Regions from separate parts of the Mus musculus genome. Here region 1 is linked to region 2. Evidence: chromatin contacts called from public HiChIP or PLAC-seq data. All regions are on one chromosome and are shown on one strand. The core of a region is the stretch at or near the end of the contact, and the rest is flanking DNA. Distances in the headings are between cores, read along the strand shown. Region 1 overlaps Gm30120 (a long non-coding RNA gene). Region 2 has its middle 8.3 kb from the start of Gm42356.

Region 1 (6,284 bases), core at 1,031-3,530, 150 kb before region 2:
CTTATAAAACCTAAGACTACCAGCCCAGGGATGGTCCCGCCCACAACCCCCAGAGGCTGTTCCCTATATAATCCAGACATTTTAGTTACCTACCCTCTCTGCCTCTTTTGCACCTTTGGCTTCTGGCTCTGTACTTGGCTCTCCTCTCTCCCTGCCCCCCCCCACGTGCTTCAGGGTCAAGACCACTCCTCTAGACTCTCCCAGATGTGTCTGCCTCTGGCTATGCTCTCCCAGGTGTCTATAATAAATTTTCCCTCCACCATACGTAGGAACGGGCATGTCCTTTTATTTTTTTTTCCTTTTTATTTATTTATTTTCATCCAATGTCATGTGTGTGCAGGTGCCCACCCAGAACAGAAAAGGATGCCGAGTCTCCTGGAGCTGGAATTACAGTCACTGTAAGCTGCTCTCGGTGAGTCCTCTTCAGGAGCAACAAATGCTCTTATTTTCTAAGCCATCATTTCAACCCTGTCTCCTACTTAAACAACAACAACAAAATAACAAAAGAGACAGGTTCTTGCTGTGTAGCCCAGGTTGGCCCCACACTCCCAACCTTCCCGACTTAACCTCCTGAATGCTGAGATTATAGGTGTGTACCACCATGCTTAGATGGAACATGCTCTCTTGCAGAGCCAGGTCTTTCTGTGCAGTCGTCTACAAGGATAATCATGTAGACAAGATAAAAACAGGAGCTAAGTCTGTAGCACACTCAGAGATCACAGGAAAAATGATCAAGGTCACTGAGAAATAGTGTTGGTGCTCCAGGGTATGCTTGACAATTGATTGATTGATTGATTGATTGATTGAGACACTGCAGGATGAATTTAGGCTTCTCAACAGCAGGGGATCATCTGTTGAAGGTCTGAACTCTGAACTGCTTTTCAGAATCTCTCTTTCTCTCTTTTTTTTTGGGGGGGGGGGTGGGTCAAGACAGGGTTTCTCTGTATAGCCCCGGCTGTCCTGGAACTCACTTTGTAGACCAGGCTGGCCTCGAACTAAGAAATCTGCCTACCTCTGCCTTCCAAGTGCTGGGATTAAAGGTGTGCGACACCACGCCCGTCTTCTCTCTCTTTTTTTAAAGATGTATTTAATGTATATGAGTGCACTGTAGCTGTCTTCAGACACACCAGAAGAGGGCATCGGATCCCATTACAGATGGTTGTGAGCCACCATGTGGTTGCTGGGAATTGAACTCAGGACCTCTGGAAGAGCAGCCTGTGCTCTTAACCACTGAGCCATCTCTCCAACCCCTCTACATAAGTTTTTACTCATTTACTTTTACTTTATGTGTATGTTTGTGAGACTGCTTGAGTTTATGTACACCACGTGTGTATGAGGAGGCTGTGGAGGCCAGAAGAGGGTGTCGGATCCCCTTGGATCTGGAGTCAAGTGTGCTGTGAGCCCAGCTCCTCTGCAAGAGCAACCAGTGCTCCTAACAACTGAGCCATCTCACCACCTTCCTAAGCTGCTATTTTTAATGGGATTTTTTTCCCATTCATATCATTGTGTTGTGCTTGATTTAGAAAGACCAAGGTTTCTAAATGTTTGTTGTTCCTATCAAAACATTTAAACGACATTTTAATTAATTTTAGCGTGTGTGTGTTGGGGGGGGGGCGGGGTGAATACCACAGTGTGCATATGGATTTCAGGGGACAGCTTGCAGGAGTTGTGGGTTCCGGGGGACCTGACTCAGCTTGTCAAGTACCCAGGTACCCACGGATGTCTCGCTGGGTGACAGGTACCCATGGAGCCCTTTGAATGACCCTTTGCTGTGTCAAGACAGTGTCACTGTGCAGGCCTGGCCCACCCTGGAACTGACTGTGTAGATCAGCTGGGCGAGGCTCACTGTTGCCTGCACACCTTAGATGTTGTGATGACTGATCAGATGCTAACACACACACCTCTGGCAGGTTTGCATGTAGAGAAATGTGTTTAAATCAGGCCTACAGTGACAATGTTCTTGTTTTAAGACAAGATTTTTTTTTAACTACACTGCTTTTGTGTTTGTGTGTGTGTGTGTTCATGTGTGTGAGCATGTGCACATGAATGTCATGGTACAAATGTGGAGGCCAAGGGACAATTTGCAGGAGTTAGTTCCCTCCTCCTGTGTGGGTCCTGGGGATCAAACTCAGGTTCTCGGTAGCCCAGGCTGGCCTCTAACTTACTGGGTAGCCGAGGAGTCACCCTGAGCTTCTCCTCCAAGCGCAGGGCTCCCAGTTCTCCACCACACCTGATTCTAATGCAGTGCTGATCTTCGCACAGGTGAGGCCAGCACAAAGGCAATGAGCTATGTGTCATCCCCAGCCCTGTGTTGACTGTGTGTGGGCAGTGAGCCTCGCCCCTTTCTATCCCTTAGAAGTGACAGGGAAGAAGTGAGTCAGAGTTGACCACAGGGCAGGAAGCTCAGGATAGACCGTATCAGAAAGTGAAGGCTTCAGGGATGCAATGCCTGTTACAATCACTAACTGGTCAATCATCGTTAATTCAAAGGTAACCACCATCTGACACGGTTAAAACTGGGAAACAGCTCTTGCAAAGGAGAGACAAGAGTTTGTATTGTCCAATCTGTTTCATTTGCAAAAATCACTAGTTTGCTTAAGAATTTCAGATCTGAGGGACTGGAGAGGTGGCTCTGCAGTTGAAAAGCACTGGCTGCTCTTGTAGAGGACCAGGGTTTGGCTCCCAGCATCCACACAGCAACACATCCACTGCCTGATACTCTAGCTCCGGGGTGGGGTGGGGGGATCTGATGCCCTCTTCTGGCCTGCATGGGCACCAGCACACGGGTGCATGTGTACACACGCAAAGAGACGCATAAAATAAAACTTTAAAAAAAAAATAATTTCAGAAGCAATTAGATTAACATGGCAGTAAGTAGACTGCTCCCTCTACTTTCCAGGCCTGCCTGTACCCCACGGAAGTTGGAACATATTGGAATAACTGCACCCATGGCTGTCAAGGACTACCTGGGCCTCTGGACTAACATGGCAGGAATTGTAACTTCTTCCTCAGCTTTCTCAACGGCAGTTTTATTTATGCATTTCCTTTCTTCAGTCTGTTTTGGTAAATTATGCTTTTCCTAGAAGATTGTAATAGGTTTTCACCAGCGCGATAGGCCAGATCAGATCACCGTAAAAGTAAATAGGTGCACGTTTATTGGGCGCAGCTCCTGGGTGGGTTCGCAGGTCCCAGAGAACAGAGCCAGGGAAACCACGAGCCCAGGCTAAGGCCAGGGGGTTTATAGATCTCGGGCGATGATGTATCAGCCAGGAGCCGGAACTGTGCCCAAATATAGTCAAAAGCTGATCGCTTACACGGGTGGGCTGGCAGATTGCATCAGCTGCTGGAAATGCGGAACTGAGATTTGGGGGCCTTTTGGGGGGGGGTATCCGAGACAGGGTTTCTCTGTGCAGCCCTGGCTGTCCTGGAACTCACTCTGGAGACCAGGTTGGCCTCGAACTCAGAAATTCACCTGCCTCTGCCTCCCAAGTGCTGGGACTAAAGGCGTGCGCCACCACACCCGCCTTTGGGGCCCTTCTTTTGTTCAGAGTTTTTCAGTGTGCGAGGGTTTGGGCGGAGATTAGACGGGGCTCCCCAGGCCACGCAGGGGTGAGCAGTGGACTCCAAGCTCCAACCAAACAGCTTGATCATTTTTTTCCTAGCAGGAATCTCTTCCTAGAAATCGTGTGTGTATGTGTGTGTGTGTGTGTGTGTGTGTGTGTGTGTGTGTGTGTTTATGTGTATGTGTTTACATGTATATGTGTATGTAGAGGTGCCTGTGGAGGACAGAGGACAAACTTGAGTGTCGTTCTGCCCTCCACGTTGATTCCTTGAGATGAATTCTCTTTCTGGCTAGGCTGGCTGGCCGTCAAGCGCCATGGAGCCAACTGCTCTCCATCTCCCCGTGCTAGAATTGCGTCTGCGCAGTAGGTCACCCAGCCTCTTGACGTTGGCTCTGGGCTCGAACTGGAGTTCTCCGGCCATCATTTTTCCACAGTGAGCATCTCACCAACGGAGTCTTCATCTAACCATTGTTCCTGGGTTTTTGAGACACAGTCTGGACACATAGTTCGGGCTAGCTTAGAACTCAATGCTGAGACCAGGTTGGCGTCAAACTTGGAACAGTCCTCCTGCCTTAGCCTCGGGAATGCTAGGGTTATAAGCACATACCAGCAGGCTTGGCTCTAGCAATTTCTTGGAACATGGTGAGATTTCAGGCTACATTAACTACATGGAGCTTGGATCTGAAACAGCCCGTGGGAGTGCCGCCGTGAGATGGGTTCCATCCCCAGGACTGCATACACCCTGTGTGGTGGAGGCAGGAGGATCAGGAGTTCAGAATTAGGCTGATCTACATAATGAGCCTGGGTTACATGAGACCATCTCTCAAAAACCAAACAAAGCCACGTGTCATGCATGCTTTAGAATGGTCTTAGTTACTTAAATTGCTGTCTCTAATTTTCATTCTCTGCCCAAGACCATGTTTTCTTCTGATGGGCTGATTGCACGTGGTTAGGAACTTCCTGGTTCCGTCTAATTGAGACCAAGTTAACATCTGAGGGTATAGACCCTGGCCAACAGTGTGATCTCCTTAGTCCCCAGAAGATGACCATCATTTTCCCTTCTTGTCTGCAAGAAGACAGGTGATAATTAAATGACTCCTGGCACCTCTTCATCCTGGAGTCTCCCTGGTCCCAGGTAGCCACCCACACAATGGTGGTGTCTACCGCCCTCTTGTGGCGGAGGGAGTTTTTGTTCTTTCCAGTTTCTCATCTGACAAAAAGTTCCAACAGCAGGGTGGCAGAAGTGAGTGGGTGAGTGTGGGTGTCAAATATTTACATCTGAGCATCGCGCTAAGTGACATTAGGGGTAAATGCGGAGGAGGATCCAGAGACCCCGGTAAGCTGAACACCTTTAAGCAAGATCCAGGTTGCCAAATGAGGTGGGTTTGGCCAAATGCTGCTTGTTTTCTAATGTTAATTTGGGTCCCCAAAACTGCAAGTAGTGTCTGTAAGTAGCTTCTGGGAACCTGCCCCCAATGGAATCTGACTGTTAAATAAAAATGCCAACAGCCAAGCTGGGGAGGACAGACAGAGGTCGGGTATTTTTAATTTCCTGGGGCTTGGGACAGACGGAGAAGGGTAGCTACCATGTGAAGGAGCCGGGAGAGTGTGGCCAGAGAGGATTGCCCAGCTGGGTCCAGGGCAGCGAAGAGAGAACAGAGATTATTGGCACGTGGAGGTTAGGCAGTGGCCCAGCTATTGAGCTACTTAAGGCCTATCAAAATATAAAGGCTGTGTGGGGGGAGGGGGAGGAATGTCTTTCTTTGGGGAACATATATCATTGAGGCGGGTGGTGAGCCTGCCACTGGGACTTATTAATTAATTATTTAATTCAACAGCCAAACAACCAGAGACCTGTTTCAGCGTGTTGAAGAGCCCAGATGCAGATCTCAACAGAGAGTTACCCACGTGTCATCTGTCATCGGAGATGCTCTGTACAGATATGCCCAAAACAAATATGGTGCTCACGACTGAAGACCGGGCTTTTCTGGTTTTGTGATTTGAGAGACTTTGGGATCCTAGAATGAAGGTCTTCTGGTATTTATATTGGAATATGGTTTTTTGTTGCTTTTGCTACTGTTCAAGTTTTACGACTTGTTTTCATTTATGTATGCATTTGTGTAGAAAGCATACCAAGTGTATGCAGATGCCTGCAGTAGCCAGAAGAGGGCGTCAGATCCCTGGAGCTGGAGTTACAGGTGAGCCACCAAGCATGGGTGCTTGGTTCCTCTGCAAGAGCACTATGCACTCTCGACTGCGGTTCTAGTGGATATATTTTTTAAATCATCATCATCAAAGCTGGGCAGTGGCGGCGCACGCCTTTAATCCCAGCACTCGGGAGGCAGAGGCAGGCGGATTTCTGAGTTCGAGGCCAGCCTGGTCTACAGAGTGAGTTCCAGGATAGCCAGGTCTATACAGAGAAACCCTGTCTCGAAAACAAACAAACAAACAAACATCATCATCGTCAACATCATCATTATTATTTAGTAGTGGTGTTACGGTATTTTTGACTACATGCGTCTCTGAACCACATTGTGCAGTCCCCAGGCAGGCCACAAGAGGGCATCAGATCCCTTGGAACTAGAGACCTATGAGCCACCATGTAGATCAGCCCTTTTCAACCTGTGGGTCGTGACTGTACAGCCCTTTCACAGGGTCGCCTAAGATTCTCAGAAAACACAGATATTCACATAACGATTCATAACAGTATCAAAATTACAG
Region 2 (6,587 bases), core at 2,707-5,206:
GAACATTCAGTCTGGGAGAACAACCAGAGGGGAGAAAGCACAGCATAGGAGGAGACAGGAGCAGTGCCCAGGGTGTGGAAGAAGAGGGCTAAGTTAACATTTGAGGTCAGACTGGAGTCAGAGGAAAGGCGGAGGGAGAGGCATGTCTAAGCGGACTAGGGGACTAGGTGACTGTTAAAGGGAGGCAGGAGTGTAGCCTCTTGGAGTTACTGTGCCTAAATGGTTGACACAGAAGGCTCAGGTAGTTACCCCCAGGGGTCAGAAGCCACTTTTCTGTGCGTCTCTGTTGGACATGCTAGGATGGATGGACTCCATCTATAATTCCAGTTAGATTCTTGCAGGTAGGGAAACAGAGAAAAAGTGAGTGGGGTGACACAGCAGGTGACTGTGGAGTAAGCAGAAGGGACCACAAGAACTCAAGGCGAGGAGGGCATCTTGCTTCTTTAGGAAGTCAGAGGCCTTAGTAGATAGAGCCTTGACATCAGAATTAGTGGAGCTCAGAGACTGGAGACAGCTAGCCCCACCTCCTTATGAGAGATAGAGTTTGACAAGGCGACATTGTACACTCACACAGATGTACAGGTGAGGAAAAGTGAGGTGAGCTTCGCACTCATGGATGAGGAGAGATGTGTCTTGGGAGAGAGGGCGCAGGGAGCTCAGGCTATGCCCCAGCAGGAGCATTCGAGAAGGGTCCTCTGAGCTCAGACCTTAAGGACAATTAGGAGTGTCTAGGAGTGACTAGGGATGCAGCAGAGAGCAGACTTTCCCGGGACAGAGCAACAGGGATCTGCAGGTTCCTGAGCTGTGTCTTTAAACCACAAAGGTTGAGGGCCTTGGGGGGACCTGTGGACAACCAGGCAATGCTGATATGTAGATATTGCTACTCGGCCTGTTCTGCATTTTTGAAAGAGCCCAGAAGAGAAAAATCATGGCCTGGGCTGGGATCCTGGCAAAGATGAAGAGGAGCAGAAGGGTTTCAGGCCCAGGTGGGAGGTAAGGCTGGCACAGAAACTGGGGGAGAGAAAGGGAAAGGGAGAGAAAAAAAAGAGGGAGATGGAGAGAGGGAGGGGGAAAGGGGGAGGAGAGAGAGAGAGAGAGAGAGAGAGAGAGAGAGAGAGAGAGAGAGAGAGAAGAGAGAGAGAGAGAGCACGCGCATGAGAGAGAGGGGGATGCCTGCAAAGCTATCCTTTGAGCATGAGCGGTAGGTGCCTACGGAGCCTTCTCCAGCAGCTGCCCCTGCCTAGGAAAGGTCTGTTCTAAGGAAAAAGGCACAAAGCTTGGCTTCTGCACAGCCAGGCAGGGCTGCTCACCCAGGAGACTCTGTGGGTGGCTGTGCACTTCCCCACAGCCTGCTATGTCTGCAGGCCTCTGACCCTGCACTCAGAGCATCCTGCCACTCTCCGAGCCTCTGGCTCTGTGTGGGACTCTCACGCCGATCAGGTATGAAGTGAAGTCCGTGTGGACTTTTTTACCAGTTAACTGTGTAGACTGAAGCTGTTGACCTGAAGGAAGAGTTAGTGTAGATTCTCTTTGTTATTCTGGAGTGTGGTGGCAGCCCCTTAAGGAACAGGCGAGTGGGAGGCACATAGGAGTAGAAGAAGAAGGGAAAGCTAGCAGCTGGTCTACAGAGGGGCGGAGCTCCTGTCTTGAGAGCGAGGATCTCCTTTGGGCATACATCACACCCGAATGATTTGCATACATGCAAGCATTGCCCCTCCGTACAGCATCCTGCAAAGTCCCCATCTCAAGTCCATAGTCAGGAACTTAGAAGTGTGGGGGTGAGGCGCAACTGGGGACACAACTCATCAGCATGTGTGGCTCTTGCAGAGAACCTGAGTTCAGTTCCCAGCACCCACATGGTGGCTCATAACCATACTTAACTCCAGTCCCAGGGGATCCCACACCCTCTTCTAACCTCCAGTGGTATGCAGTGGGGGCTCGTACACAAAATAAATAGATTATAAATACATTTAAAAAAAAACAAATGGAATCGGGGAGTTATATTTCAAATGTCCAAGAAGACTTGGCAAGCATCCGTGAGCAACTCACCCTCAACTCCTGAAGCAGTTAGCTTTGCTCTAGGGAACAGCAGTGGCCGTGGGTGGGAAGGAGACTTTTATTTATTTATTTATTTTGCTCAGAGACATGAAGCCTCAGAGTTCCCTTAAAAATGCCCTCCTATAAATCTGCCTCTCAGATGCCCAGGTAATCCTCATTTTACACTAGAATGAGATAGATAAGCCCAGTCCCAGGGATCCCGGCCGCCTTTAACCACGAAGCTAGACTCGTCACATTCATAAGAAAGCTATCAGATCTACCCAAAGCAAGTGTGCTTCTTTACTGATCTAGCTCAGAAAAAGAGTTGAAAGAAAGCTCACAGCAACGGAAGGCTCAGCTCCTACTCCCTGTCGAAGCACAATTACAAGTATCTGTTTACACTCAGACGATTTGTTTGTTTTAACACATCTGAGACTCGCTGCAGGATGAATTTGCCATGTTTTCTATTCTTTCTCAAGCTGCCACAGTCCCACTTGGGCATATGGTCTTTGAACTTTACAGGCAGGGGTGTGGCGCGTTGCTTATGGAGCTGAGATGGGGAGTGTCTTACTGGCTGGAGCGGGGGCTCTGTTCGGACATCTTGAGATGTATGTGCAGCTGGAATAATTTTTAGTTCAACCCTTGGCAAGACTTCAGTGTATACAGAGGAAAAAGCAGTGGAGGAGGCTCACAGATTGTACCGAGTAGTGTTCGCCGCATCTCTGAGGATGGCCGGTCAGCAGCTGTTCTGAGCTATGTCCTGTTGGGAGTAGTGCATGGTCTCAGAAGAAGCTAGCATCGGAGGATTTACTCTGTCTACTTGAAGAGCACAGGCCTGGTGCACAAAGGTGTTCAATGGCTAGCATAACTTTAAAAAATGGTTATGGCTTGGGGAGATGTCTGTTGGTAAAGTGTTTGTTGTATAAGTATAGAGACCTGAGATCCAGCTGCTAGAATCCATGTAGGGAAAAAAAAAAAAAAATCCAGGCATGCAGTGCAACCATTTAATCCCAGGCCTGGGGAGGCAAAGACTGGAGGATTCCTAGAGCTTGCCAGCCAATTCAACTGAATTAGTCAGCTCTAGCTTCATCGATAGATACTGTAACAAAAACTAAGTTGAAGAGTAACCGAGGAAGTGGAGGAAGGCACTTGATATCCGCCTGTGTTCTCCACACACTCACACAAATGCACACAAATGCACACACACACACACACACACACATGCAAGCAGCACACACACATGTATGCACACATGTGCTTGAGCACAAATACGCACAGACACAGGACTGAGGGGAGGTTAAGTTTTAGAAGATGACCCTCTTAGGGTCCATTAGAAACACTAAGTAACTGTCCCCTCTGCAGTACTCAAAATTCTGCCATGTTGCTGAAAGGGCTAGGATAAATTCTTACCCGTGTTCCCTAGCTTCATGGTTTCAGACCAGAATTCGATCTCGACTCAAGTGGTCTATCAGAGATGGACAAATCTGACACTCCACAAGTCGCCTGGAAAGGCTCCATCCTTGTGTGGTCATTTTTACCTTCTCCATCTCTGAAATGGTATTTCTGCATCCAACGTTTTTGATCACTCACTTGGAGAACCAGATAAGTCTTGCAGCGGATGTAGCCTCAGCCTTCTGGGCTGGTTTCTCTCCGTGCTCCCTGGAGGACTAGGTTTGGAACTTTCCCTGAATGTATATCTTCTGAGGGTTGAGTTGGACCTTAGGCGTTTCCTGTCCCACACGGGGAACCATAAGCTTTCTGAATTATCTCATAGGACATTTCTCATCTGTGAATCTTTAGAGCATGTTTTTCCCTTCACCCCCTTCCTCTAGTTCCCAGTCTCCAAGGGACATGTGTGTATTCCATTACGACTGCACAGTTTCCCTCCCTCCATGATAAATATGTGGGTTACAGTGTGTACATTCATCCGGAACACCAAAGGTCACCACTGCAGATTTATTGCTTGTTACATCATTTTACTGGGGGACTGATTCATGAGATCAGTTTATTTAGTAATTAAGTAATATTTAATCAGGCGACTGTACCAACTCACACCAACCCCGACTTAGCTGGCCCCACTGCCCCATCCCTTTTGCTATCAGCATCTGATAAGAGGGACCCCACACTCACAGGCACAGCCTGGGCTGCCATGGCGTGGAGTTTCATTAGGGCCACCGTCTACTACAAGGCACCTCGCACAGTGGTCTCCCCTGAGTGTTCCCAGACTAAAACGCAGACAGGTCCCCTCCCCTGGTCACCGCAGTCCTCTCTGCTGTTCACTTGGCTACTTTGTTGTTGATATCCAGGGGTTCTCGTTCACGGTAGATGACCTTCTTCTCCTGTGGTGTCCCACGGGTCACCAAACACAGTTTTATTACACTCCTATCTGCTGATCTCACAGGCTTCCTGACCACAGGTGGGAATCTGTACTCCGAGGCCAGATTCAAGGTTAACTTTGGTTTGTTGATTGGCTCTTGTCAGTTTTTCATTTTTGAAACTCTTGACTGTGCGGGAGCCTGTTGGAGCCGCACGGTGAGCCCTCCCTTATTTGAGTTCTACAGTTGGCTTTGTTTGTTTACATGTTTTTGTCTTTAAGACAGGATCTCATGTAACCCAAGCCGGCCTTGGATTTACAATGTGACTTAAGTTGGCCTTAAATTCCCAATTCTCCTGCCTCAGCTTTCTAAGCGCTGGGACTGCAGACTGCAGATGTTCACGGCACACTCGACTCAGCTGATTTTTTTTCCAGTTGATGATCCAGTTATTAATTACATCATCCATCTGCCCACCCAGCAATCCATTTCGACTTCTATTTTTTATTACGTAATAATTTTTAGAATTACAGAAAATTTGCAGAAGAGTATGACTTTCTAAAACCCTTATCCAAGTTTCCCGTCGATGCCTCTATTCTTCCCTGTGTATCTCGTTCCAGGATCCCACATTATATGCAGTTCTGATGCCTCCTTGGGTTTCTCCATTGCACTCCACCTTATTTTTGAAGACAGGGTCTCTCGTTGAACCCAGGAGCTCATCAGTTAGACTAGCTGGCCAGCAAGCCCAAGGGACCTTCGTGTCTCTGGTTTTCATAGCTTTACCATCCTCAGTTAAACCTCTAAGACACACCCTCACAGACACACCCAGGGGTGTGTCTCCTAGGTGGTTCCAAACACAGTCAGGTTGATGAACCATCACTCTCCTAATGAGACAACTTCCCTCCACCGCCCCACCTCTTAAAGAGTTCACTACCTCCCAGTAGCACCACAGGCTAAATACAAGCCCTCAATACATGAGCCTTTGAGCAACCTTTTAGACTTAGGCTCCAGGGGCCTGAGTGTATATATATATATACACACACACATACACATATATGTATATATATACACATGTGTGTATGCATATGTATGTATGTATGTATATATATATGTATATTCTGTATATACTCATCCTGTATATATGTGTGAATGTAAGATATATATATATATATTTTCTGTATATATACATTCTGTATATATGTATGTATGTATACACATATACAGAGCATATACACATGTATCAGAGCTCAGGGGAAATATGTATATGTATGTGTGTGTGTGTGTATATGTGTAAATGTATATATGTATGTGTAGGTGTATATGTAATGTGTATGTGTATATGTATATATGTATTTATCTTGTATATACCATCATATATATACCTCAGGAGAGCAGTCATTCTCCATATATGCTTTTCTGCACTGCTACATCTACAAATGTATACCTAGTTTCTATGAGCGTGCTCAGGACTCATGTTCTAATACTTGCAAAGCATGAGTGTCCCCATAGGCACCATCCCCTCACCGCTGTGAGCCAGTGCTTTTGTCTTCAGGATCACATACTGGAGCTCAGACTGTGCTTCAGATTTAAATATGTTTGGGCTGAAGAGATGACCCAGTGGGTAAGGGCACCGGCTTTGAAAGCACGAGGAGCTGAGTTCAAATCCCAGGAACCCAGATAAAAAGCCAGGCAAGGAGCAACATCACAGGAGCGCCATCAACTCCAGCGCTGTGGGGGAGGATCGCTGGGGAGGCCAGGCTAGCTCGTTTCAGTGAGAGTGTCTCAAGGGAACAACGTGTAGAGCCACAGGGCAGGACACCTGAAGTCACCCTGTGGTATCCGAATGTGCCTGAACACACACATGCTCATACACCACATACATACGTGTTGTGAACACGTGTGTATACATATACAAGCACATAATATAAGGAAAATCACCCAGGTTCTTTTCCTCTGCACCCTCTTTGGGGGAGCTGGGCCACTTATTTATTTATTTATTTATTTATTTATTTATTTATTTATTTGTATTTATTTTTGAGACAGGGTTTCTCTGCCTCTGCCTCCCAAGTGCTGGGATTAAAGGCATGTGCCACCACTGCCTGGCAAGCCACTCATTTATTGTATTACCAGCTTCACTAGTTTTAGTCAGCGCTGTATGCTGAGGTTCTTCTCTGCTTAGGTTGACTTTAAACCATTGCCTTTTGGTGACGAAAGCAGTGTGTGACATGACATCCTGAT

What was found. HiChIP or PLAC-seq counts read pairs in DNA pulled down with a chosen protein or histone mark.
Region 1: a contact with region 2 is called in a FOXA1 HiChIP or PLAC-seq map of pancreatic cancer cells. The contact joins two enhancer-like sites. A contact is called at or near these places in 1 of 39 promoter capture datasets (liver), 1 of 15 datasets of contacts at CTCF or cohesin (CD8 T cells), 1 of 484 Hi-C or Micro-C datasets (uterus), 4 of 115 datasets of contacts at active chromatin or transcription factors (CD8 T cells, memory CD8 T cells, pancreatic cancer cells and 1 more) and 1 of 9 other capture datasets (embryonic tail).

The regions. Positions count from the first base shown.
Region 1 is chr4:150,965,202-150,971,485 of GRCm38.p6, reverse strand. It overlaps Gm30120 (a long non-coding RNA gene), which reads left to right. Exons shown (of 4, transcript XR_390979.2): 2 at 341-412; 3 at 2,900-3,063; 4 at 3,857-5,899. Among named protein-coding and RNA genes, the nearest start is that of Gm23405, 3.6 kb to the right of the region's middle. Within about 2 kb of position 2,280, at least 16 of the 459 cell types and tissues checked have an H3K27ac peak or open chromatin away from gene starts, as enhancers often do. A contact at or near this core is called in pancreatic cancer cells, where this site is marked.
Region 2 is chr4:150,812,745-150,819,331 of GRCm38.p6, reverse strand. No RefSeq gene overlaps it. Among named protein-coding and RNA genes, the nearest start is that of Gm42356, 8.3 kb to the right of the region's middle. Within about 2 kb of position 3,956, at least 17 of the 459 cell types and tissues checked have an H3K27ac peak or open chromatin away from gene starts, as enhancers often do. A contact at or near this core is called in pancreatic cancer cells, where this site is marked.